3 separate regions of the Mus musculus genome follow, and all the other regions are linked to region 3. A link is a contact called in public promoter capture Hi-C data. All regions are on one chromosome and are shown on one strand. The core of a region is the stretch at or near the end of the contact, and the rest is flanking DNA. Distances in the headings are between cores, read along the strand shown. Region 1 overlaps Arsb (arylsulfatase B). Region 2 holds the start of Polk (polymerase (DNA directed), kappa). Region 3 holds the start of Wdr41 (WD repeat domain 41).

Region 1 (3,333 bases), core at 693-3,192, 1.2 Mb before region 3:
TTGGTTAGTCTTAATCTTTTGTATCCCCATGCTAATTTTAGAGTAGGTTGACCAATTTTTACTAAGAAAACAGAAGTTGGCTGTTTGATTGGTTGGTATTCACTGACCAACTTAATGGAAATGACCGTCTTAGCAATACTGGGTTTTTACAATTAATATGCATGGTATATTGGTTTTTACAGACACCATAGGCGCCTATCAGGTATGTCACGTGCAGACTTAGCTGCAGGTAGGAAGAGAGAAGAGTTGTGAGAAGTCTTAAATGCAAATTGTCTGGATTCAGCACATAGGTGCTTTGGGAACAGAGCAGATTTTTGTGTTGTGAGACACTGGGCTCAAAGCGTGTCCTTATGAAGAATTGTATTAGCACACTCACAAAAATTGGCCTTCAGTGGGACATGGAAAATTTGAGAAAGTGTCCAGGTCCTTCCAGTTCTCTGCACTTTGTCTCTTTGACGATGCGTGAACCCTCAGCAGGCAGGGTTCTGGCTTGTGTATCTGTTCAGACTTAGTGACCTGCTAATGACTCTGTCTGCTACGGAATCTTCCAAGCTCTGTCTTCTATACTCTCAGTCAGTATGAGGGATTCTCCCTGGTGGCTGTTCTCAGTTTTGCCATACTTTAGGTACTTAAGAGCTGACATCGTCACCTGACATCTCTAGGTAACTATGTCTGCCATGAAACATGAAGAAAGGGGAGCATTCTCTCAAATGTTTAGAAACCTGCACATTTTAAGTCTAGATTTAAAACCAGAATGGTTGGTGGGCTAGGAAGGTGGCTTCATATAACATTAAATGGATAAGAAGATGCAACTGGGGTGAAATAGTTCTGTGGGGAGGGGGAGTTATAAGCTGGGGGCTGTGGGGAAAGGCTTGAAACCAAGGACAACAGGAGGCCCTAAGAGCCCGTGCACCACAAAGAGGTATTGTTAGCAATGGTGCCTCTTGCTGGCTGTATTATAGCTCTTAATTGTATGTGAGGCATTTTATGGATATGGCCTAATACCAAGAAAGCCAAAGTAAGGCTTTCAGGGAACTCTTTATTATCCTTTGATAGAAGGATAGAAGACACGCTGTTTGTTTAAGCAAACAGGCTTGGAGAAATGAAGTGACTTGTTCAAAGCCACGGGACTGTGTGAAGTCAGAGTCAGGATGTAACCTCTCACTTTGGACTCCAAGAGCATCTGCCTTTATTCGCCATCCCTAGTCACAGCTCGTGCAGAGATGTTGAATCCCAGTTCATATTCAGCTCCACAGTCCCGGTCTTGACAGCATATTAGGACCTCCTGGGACATTTGGAAGAAATAGTGATATCAGATATTGTAAGGCATTAATATTTCATCCCCTTATCAGTGATTCTCCGTGGTGTCCATGGTGCCGCTATGGAGATCCTGTGCACTCAGGATGGTTCCGTGAGTGTTAGCTTGATGCTCTCACAAGTACAAAGACAAGCAGATGCCAGCTTGCTGGTATTACGGGCTCACAATCTGATCTAATCATGCAACTCTATGCAGCAGAGATAAGCTGTGCACAATACAAAGTTATTCTTACTGCCTGGAGATGCTCAGCACACACAAGTCTTAATGAGCGTTCTGCTTGTCTACGTGTTCAGACACAGTGACCTGCCAGTGACTCCTTGTCTGTTTAGAACCTTCCAGGCTCCATCTTTGCTATTTTACTCAGTTTGAGGAATCTTCCCTAGTGACTGTTCTCATCTCCCCTGGTGACTGGTCTCGGCTTTGCCACACTTTGGATTTTTAAGGGTGTAATGCTGACATCTCTAGGCAACTATGTCTGCCATGAACCATGAAGAAGGGGAGCAATCTCTCAGATATTTAGGGATGTGTACAAAACAGTATTGTCTCCTGGTGCCCTCATACCACCAAGCAGCTACCAGGAAGCGTCTGTGGAGAAGTGGTTCCTTGTGGGTGGGCAGTTAAACTGGGCTGGTGGAGAAGGCACCAGAACCGAGGACAGTCACAGGCCTTAAGAGCTCACATCCCATGAGAGGGGTGCTGTTAACATGGCACTGCTCATAGATAGCGTTACCAAAATCACCAGATGGGAGATGGACATTTCCTGCCAGCGCGTGGGATGCTCTGAAGAGGTAATCAGCATGCTCAGAGCCCCCAAGCACAGACTAAAGTAAAAGAAAGAATAGTCATGTAGCAACCCAGCCGTTTCCACAAGGCAGCTCCTGCACACAGATGCTCCCGGCTTCAGCTCTCCAGACAGTGATGCGACTCACTGGCTTCAGGAGCTGCATCTTTGTAACATCTTTCCCCAGGATTTAACCTAATTCTGTGCTAGGCTCTCAGGTGCCTAGAGCATCATGTGTAGATTGTAACATGACATTTGTTCTAAGATGGAAGTCATTCAAAGAATTCACAGGAAGTGTTCACCAACCAACTAACGTGTACTTGCTTTTAAGGGGCAGCTGAGGGAGAAAATCGACAGAGCTGCCGTGTAACAGTTGAGCTGTTGATTCTGGGGACGCTGCTAATGGCTTTACATGTGTCAGGAAGGGACATCCTTTCTCCTTTATGTGAGGGTGACTCACATAGTAGTAGCACTATAAAAAGAAAGTCATATATTCATAGCATGACTTTCTGTTAAAATTAGAACAGCAGCACTTTGAAGAACTTAAAAAAACAAAGAACCCTCTACATCTAATCTACTAGAAGCTTCCTAAGGAAAACAAAACAATAAATCCTAGTGGAAGACTTTCTTTGTGTGAGTACAAGCTGGGAAGAAATGTCTTAATTTGGTTGTCAAAGATAGAATAGTAGTTTAAAAATGTATTCCTGTTTTTCCAATTTATACTTTGATTTAGGGAGCCCTCTAAAGACATAAAAATGAGTGATATGTGGTTTCTTCCCATAGTGCGGATGTTTAGAGTTCAGATCTTAGGAGCCATGGAGCAGAACAGAAAAGGGAAAAGATCCATTAGCATCCTCAATGTACGTATGCAGAGTTAAGTCTGGGTTTTATGTGATACTATAGTGTCTAGACACGCTTTCCAAACCAGGATTCCATTTTATAGTCTTAGGATACTTGAAAGGGTCACAGTTAGGGTTGGGGTACAGTTGGCAGCTATGACTGAGCTGATCGGAATAAGAGTTTGAAATCAAGAAAATACCAAGGACATACCAGGTTCTAAGAAACAGAAATCAAAGCTGGGTAGTGGTGGTGCACGCCTTTAATCCCAGCACTTGGGAGGCAGAGGCAGGCGGATTTCTGAGTTCGAGGCCAGCCTGGTCTACAGAGTGAGTTCCAGGACAGCCAGGGCTACACAGAGAAAAACCCTGTCTCAAAAACAAAACAAAACAAAACA
Region 2 (3,237 bases), core at 379-2,878, 1.6 Mb after region 3:
CCTGTACTTAAAATATCTTAGCCTCTAGTACAAAGGACCCATGCAACGGAGGCAATTTCTCAAACATTAACACTAAATACAAGGAAGCAATTTTCAACTGAGCAAGCAGGAGCTGGGTGTTGGTGGTCACAATTACTCAAAACCTAAATGAGTCACCAAATAAATTGAAGGTTCTTTTTAGAAATTAAACATAACACTGTTTCTGTGATTCTAAATTGCATTGTGAGGTGAGTTCCTCAATATTTACAACCACTTTCTTTAAGAGCAGTGATTCTAAAACCTAGCACAAGAATCAGAAATTCTATTCATATCTGACTTAGTAAGCAAAGCAAACTATCTAAATGCATACTCTTGTAATTTACAAAGTGGTTTGCCCTCTTCTCTCTCTCTCTCTCTCTCTCTCTCTGTGTGTGTGTGTGTGTGTGTGTACATATATCTCCTTGGGCTATGTTTTAACACCCTGATAAGGTATTCTTAAAATCTTTATCTCTTAAGGTTTTATTCATTTGAATATCTTTCAGTTATGTTTGTCATGATTTTACGATGGAAAATCATTTGTATCTGACATACAGTAGACTTAGATTCTACTGCATTTAGTCTCCAGGAATGCTTCTACACAAGAACTTCTCAGGGCTACTTCCTGTCATGTGGAGTGTAGGACTCTTCGATTGCTCCCAGAGTTTTTGTTTGTTTTGTTTGTTTGTTTTTTCTTAGTCATTGTGCCTTAACACCCCACCCTACCCCCAAACACTCAAAATTTCTTACTTTTCCATCTGGGTAGCAGGTAGAAATTCTTTCTGCAGTTAAATAAGGAATTTCAAAGTTGGAAATGATCAGGAATTTGATAGCTACCTATTGCCTAATTCCTTATTATTTAGTAAAACTCGCATTTTGATCTTAATGATAGAAAGTTTCTATCCAAGTTATCCTGTCTTCCGGGGAGGAAAAAGATGGTTAACATGGGTCTCCGGGGAGATACTTGTTCACAACTAAGAGAAAACTTCAGGATATAATATGACCCTAATTTCCTTTTTAAGAAGTTCTTTAAACGTTATTTGTTCTCTGACAACCTCAACATTAATTGCACGAGATAAAAATTCTATAAATTAACAGTGAGAAAATAGTCTGAAGGAATTCTTCCTCCAACAGCAGTAAACGTCAAATATTAAGTCTACTTCCGAAGACATAGACAGTAGTCCTTCGGAATTAACAGTGACGGTTTTAGAGAGGAAGCAAATCTTCAGTTTGCGACTGGAGAGATCATAAACTCCTAACCTGAGTGAAGCGACGGAGTCCCTATCATTTTTGCCCAGGCAAGTTGCAAAGATGTTCCCGGGCTTTCCGGAAAGCAGCGTCGCACAGCCCACCATCCTCACCTGAGGGTTCTCACGTCCCGGCTCGCTGGCTCGTCACAAACACGCAAGGCAGAATCGGAAGCCAGGCTGGACGGAAAGGGGCACGCAACTCTCAAAAGAAGCCCACTTGCCTTCAGAAGGTTCCCCTAGGCAACCAGCCTTTAGGCGCGCCCAGGACACACACCAGTTGCCTAGGATTGCGACTACAACTCCCAGGAGGCTGCGCGGCGGACGGAGCGCCAGCCTTCCCAGAATGCAGCGCAGCGGCTTCCCTGTTCAGCTTTCTCCTCTCCCGGCTCCGCCTCCTTCCCTACCCGTCGTCACCCGGGAGGGCCGGAGGTAGGGAGCGTCGCGAGCCGCCGGGAGGGGCCCGGGGCGGGGTGGAGGGAGGATGGGAGGACGGAGGGGAGGGAGCTGAGAGAGGAGGGAGGGTAAATAGTGGACCCGGCAGGAAGATGGCGGCTGTAGCGGAGGTGTGAGTGAGTGGATCTGGGTCTCTGCCGTTGGCTTGGCTCTTCCCGTCTTCCTCCCCTCCTCCCTCCCTGACTGAGGTTGGCATCTAGGGGGCCGAGTTCAGGTGGCGGCGCCGGGCGCAGCGCAGGGGTCACGGCCACGGCGGCTGACGGCTGGAAGGGCAGGCTTTCTTCGCCGCTCGTCCTCCTTCCCCGGTCCGCTCGGTGTCAGGCGCGGCGGCGGCGGCGCGGCGGGCGCGCTTCGTCCCTCTTCCTGTTCCCTCACTCCCCGGAGCGGGCTCTCTTGGCGGTGCCATCCCCCGACCCTTCACCCCAGGGACTAGGCGCCTGCACTGGCGCAGCTCGCGGAGCGGGGGCCGGTCTCCTGCTCGGCTGTCGCGTCTCCATGTCGGATAACCAGAGCTGGAACTCGTCGGGCTCGGAGGAGGATCCGGAGACGGAGTCCGGGCCGCCTGTGGAGCGCTGCGGGGTCCTCAGCAAGGTGAGCTGCCCCGCGGGGACCGTGGATCCGCTGCCGGGACTCACCTGCCGCGAGGCGAGGGGGAGCCGCTCGGGACCTGGGGTGGGGCTGGACTGGAGGCACCGACTGTCCCGGGGCGGGGGCTGCGGAATGTGCTGGGGTGCGGGGCCGAAAGGTCGTCTTGGAATGAGTGCCTGGCCAGGGATGGGATAGGAGGTGCTTGGGACTGTCCTTACCGCTAGCCCCCCAATTCCTGGATCCTGTCAGCTTTGGCGGAGGACCTTGGAAAGCTTGTATTAAATCCGTGATCTAGTTCGGGAGGCAAGGTGCATCTGGTAACTTGGAACCCAAGGCCGCAGCTGTCTGGGGTGTAGGAATCTGGGTTGGGCAACCCGTGGTGTCTGAAGAAGTGCTGGGCAGGAGGGCGGTGAAATCGACCTTTCAGACTGTATTTTGGAGGCCCCTACCAGAATGGGGGCAGGTGCTGTTCGGCTCTTAATTGGTGTAACTTAGGCAAACCAGTTGACTGGGTTTGGCCTTGAAATCTGAGATAGTAAACTTTGAGGTGTGAGTGATCTTTGGTGTAGGAAGCGTGTGCGGCACTTTTGTACCTTACCCCCTCCTTGTCCAAGTTCAGAAAAGAGCTATTGAATTGGCAAGCTGTGGATAAGAAATATTAATAGTAAGTTGGAACGTGTCAGAAGGAAGACCGACCTTTAGTTCAGGAAAAGGAGCGTTATTTAGTAATGCAGTATTTGTACAGAAAGGAAAGACATTTTTTGTTTTGTTTTGCCTCTGTACTTTTAAAAGCACCGTTTCAGCTTTCTTTCTTTCTTTCTTTCTTTCTTTCTTTCTTTCTTTCTTTCCTTTAAGCCTAGATAGAATTTATAGGGCTGGAAATAAGTGATCTTGTTAATATTTCACAGTGTGTTGTATTTTACGTTTTTGT
Region 3 (3,530 bases), core at 866-3,365:
TAGCCTCCTTTGAGCCTAATAAATACATATACAAGCACACGTGAGAACTTTTACAAATACATTTGTAATTTACAATGTTAGAACAGTAATTCTCAGGTCTTGCTACTCCAATGAACGCACTCCAAACTTTGATTTCTTTTTTTTTTTAATTAGGTATTTATTTCATTTACATTTCCAATGCTATCCCAAAAGTCCCCCACATGCTCCCCCATCCACTCCCCCACCCACCCACTCCCACTTCTTGGCCCTGGCCTTCCCCTGTACTGAGACAGATAAAGTTTGCACGACCAATGGGCCTCTCTTTCCACTGATGGCCGACTAGGCCATCTTCTGCTACATATGCAGCTAGAGACAGGAGCTCTGGGGGGTACTGGGTAGTTCATATTGTTGATCAACCTATAGGGTTGCAGATCCCTTTAGCTCCTTGGTTACTTTCTCTAGCTCCTCCATTGGGGGCCCTGTGCTCCATCCAATAGCTGACCCTGAGCATCCACTTCTGTGTTTGCTAGGCCCTGGCATAGTCACACAAGAGACAGCTCTATCTGGGTCCTTTCAGCAAAATCTTGCTAGTGTATGAAATGGTGTCAGCGTTTGGAGGCTGATTTTGGGATGGATCCCTGGATATGGCAGTCTCTAGATGGTCCATCCTTTCGTCTCAGCTCCAAACTGTGTCTCTGTAACTCCTTCCATGGGTATTTTGTTCCCAATTCTAAGAAGGGGCAAAGTGTCCACACTTTGGTCTTCATTGTTCTTGAGTTTCATGTGTTTTGCAAATTGTAACTTATATCTTGGGTATTCTAAGTTTCTAGGCTAAGATCCACTTATCAGTGAGTACATATCATTTGAGTTCTTTTGTGATTGAGTTACTTCACTCAGGATAATGCCCTCCAGATCCATCCATTTGCCTAGGAATTTCATAAATTCATTCTTTTTAATAGCTGAGTAGTACTCCATTGTGTAAATGTACCACATTTTTTGTATCCATTCCTCTGTTGAGGGGCATCTGGGTTCTTTCCAGCTTCTGGCTATTATAAATAAGGCTGCTATGAACATAGTGGAGCATGTATCTTTCTTACTAGTTGGAACATCTTCTGGATATATGGCCAGGAGAGGTACTGTGGGATCCTCCGATAGTACCATGTCCAATTTTCTGAGGAACTGCCAGACTGATTTCCAGAGTGGTTGTACAAGCTTGCAATCCCACCAACAATGGAGGAGTGTTCCTCTTTCTCCACATCCTCACCAGCATCTGCTGTCACCTGATCTTAGCCATTCTGACTGTTGAGAGGTGGAATCTCAGGGTTGTTTTGATTTGCATTTCCCTGATGATTAAGGATGTTGAACATTTTTTTCAGGTGCTTCTCAGCCATTCGGTATTCCTCAGATGAGAATTCTTTGTTTAGCTTTGAGCCCCATTTTTAATGGGGTTATTTGATTTTCTGGAGTCTACCTTCTTGGGTTTTTTATATATATATTGGATATTAGTCCCCTCAAACTTTGATTTCTATGTGCCAACTAGAGATTGCTTTTCCTAGTCTACATTTTCAAAAGTGTCCAGGTAATTTTTGATACGAAGCCAGGTTGTATAACCAGTCGTGTAACTATTAAGAAAATTTAGAGGCTGACATAGAATGTTTGGAGCTAGAAATGTCGCTCCATGTTTCAGCAGCACAGCCAGGGAACGGATTCCTTCGCTTTATACTTCCTGCTTTGGAAGACAGTCCAGGCAATGTGTAAGAACCGGTTTTGAAGTTTACCGAGCAAGTCTTAATTCCATCATGGCCACCTGCTGGCTTTTATCTTTAGACACATTACTTAATCTTTAAGCGGGTCAGTTTCTTGGTCTGTAAAAAGGGAGGCGTTAGGGTTTGGTACAGTCCTTATTCTGTGGCACACAATGTTGGCTGCTTGGTGTACAAGAACGCCACTAGATTCGTCCAGGAGCAGAAGTCTACTGCAGGCACACCCTCTCCATCTGGCTGTTGGGAAACCAGGAGACTTGCTAGTGTGTTTAAGGGGCGCCGTAGCTACACAGGATTTAGACAAGCGCTGGTCCTGCGGCGACATGGCCGCAGCGCACGCCCACTAGGGGGCGCCCGAGCGACCTGAGCTCTTGCGCCAACCGCGCGGCGCCCACGCGCGTGCTCACTGGGGACGCGGAACCTCCGCCTCCGCCGTCGCGGCCTTCAGTGCGGGCGCCCCAACGAGACTTCTGTTTTCCCGCTGCCTCGCCCCAGGCTCACTCGGCCGCAGCCCCAGCACCTGCGCCGCGGCGGCCCTCGCTCCGTGGGCCGCGGACGCCCCGGCCCGATGCTGCGCTGGCTGATCGGAGGAGGCCGCGAGCCGCAGGGCCTAGCCGAGGTAATGCGCGGGGGCCCGGGGGCGGGGCCGGGGCGGGGCCTGCGGCGAGCGCCGGAAGCGGCTGCTCAGGGCCACCTGGCCTCTGCTAAGAAACTGGGACTTAACTACAAACCAGCAGGAGTGACTGCCACTCTTGATTTATTTGAACCGATAAGTCTTCTCAGCCGGGACTCGAATTTGCTTAAGGAACGTAAATTTAACTAGTTGCTTTCCGAGAAGCTAAGTGAGAAAATGATTTCTGTTTATTTAGTACATGTATGGTCTCATCGTCACATTGAAAAAATAATTTTGTCACCTTAAAAATGTTGACATCTGAAATTTACTTCATGTGCCACACAACAATTTGTGTTACACTTCCTTCCTTATAGGAAGCATTTTACAGTTTGGATTATTGCAAACTTGGCAGTTTTAACTTCCTCATAGCTTTGACATTGACACGTGATTTTTTTAAATCACTTATTTTATATAATTTGAAGTCCTTAGGGTTATGGAAGAATTGTGGATTATTGAATGGACACATAACATATATTTGACTATTTGCTTATTTAGTGAATACACTATTTTATTCAGTTCTGTCATACCTGGTAAAACTCTCACATAATTGAGTGACAGCTAGAAAAGAGACCAGATAAATGCAAAACCATCACCATGGGATAGCATGCTGGATCTTACGTTTTCTTTTCCACACAAAAGTACTTCAATTGTGTAACTGCCTTGAATATGTACACTATAAGAGCTGGTGATTTTTCCTAATGAATGAGAGAACATTACTTATGAATTACAGTCAGCCTTCCAGTCTAAGTGATTCTCAGTCCTGGGGTAATCTTGTCCCCAGAGGATAGTACAGTGTCTACTGTTGGCCATGGGTAGGTGTGATGGGGGCACTGTGTATAGAAGAAGGATGCTGCTGTCTATCCTAACACCCAGGAGAGGTCTCAGGAACAGAAACTTAACGTAGTCCAAACTCGCTTGTCAGACTTAAGAAACCTTGGTTAAGAACAAAGCTTCTTATGGTGAAATTGTACTGAATTTGCCTCCAGAAAGGGGGCCAATTGAGACTTCCCCTGTAGAGTTAAGTTACGAGGTGTGTGTCGTTAGCACAGGCTGCTGTGCTGCCTTCTGGAGGACTCTGCATGCAGGACCTGTCCCCCAGTCTTGTCGCCCAGAGG

The links. Promoter capture Hi-C pulls out the DNA fragments that hold promoters and counts their contacts.
Region 1: a promoter capture Hi-C map of hippocampal neurons shows a contact between it and region 3, with 2.8 times the contacts expected there. The contact joins the enhancer-like site here to the promoter of Wdr41 in region 3. A contact is called at or near these places in 5 of 39 promoter capture datasets (the 3T3-L1 cell line, 3T3-L1-derived adipocytes, the C10 cell line and 2 more) and 1 of 115 datasets of contacts at active chromatin or transcription factors (astrocytes).
Region 2: a promoter capture Hi-C map of liver shows a contact between it and region 3, with 4 times the contacts expected there. The contact joins the promoter of Polk here to the promoter of Wdr41 in region 3. A contact is called at or near these places in 2 of 39 promoter capture datasets (liver and pre-B cells).

The regions. Positions count from the first base shown.
Region 1 is chr13:93,794,664-93,797,996 of GRCm38.p6, forward strand. All of the region lies in intron 3 of Arsb (arylsulfatase B), which reads left to right. Among named protein-coding and RNA genes, the nearest start is that of Mir5624, 5.6 kb to the left of the region's middle. Within about 2 kb of position 1,943, at least 7 of the 459 cell types and tissues checked have an H3K27ac peak or open chromatin away from gene starts, as enhancers often do. A contact at or near this core is called in hippocampal neurons, where this site is marked.
Region 2 is chr13:96,540,951-96,544,187 of GRCm38.p6, forward strand. Polk (polymerase (DNA directed), kappa) reads right to left here and starts at 1,629. Exons shown (of 15, transcript NM_012048.3): 1 at 1,377-1,629. Cert1 (ceramide transporter 1) reads left to right here and starts at 1,785. Exons shown (of 18, transcript NM_023420.2): 1 at 1,785-2,309. The coding sequence starts at 2,214.
Region 3 is chr13:94,974,229-94,977,758 of GRCm38.p6, forward strand. Wdr41 (WD repeat domain 41) reads left to right here and starts at 2,116. Exons shown (of 14, transcript NM_172590.3): 1 at 2,116-2,361. The coding sequence starts at 2,311.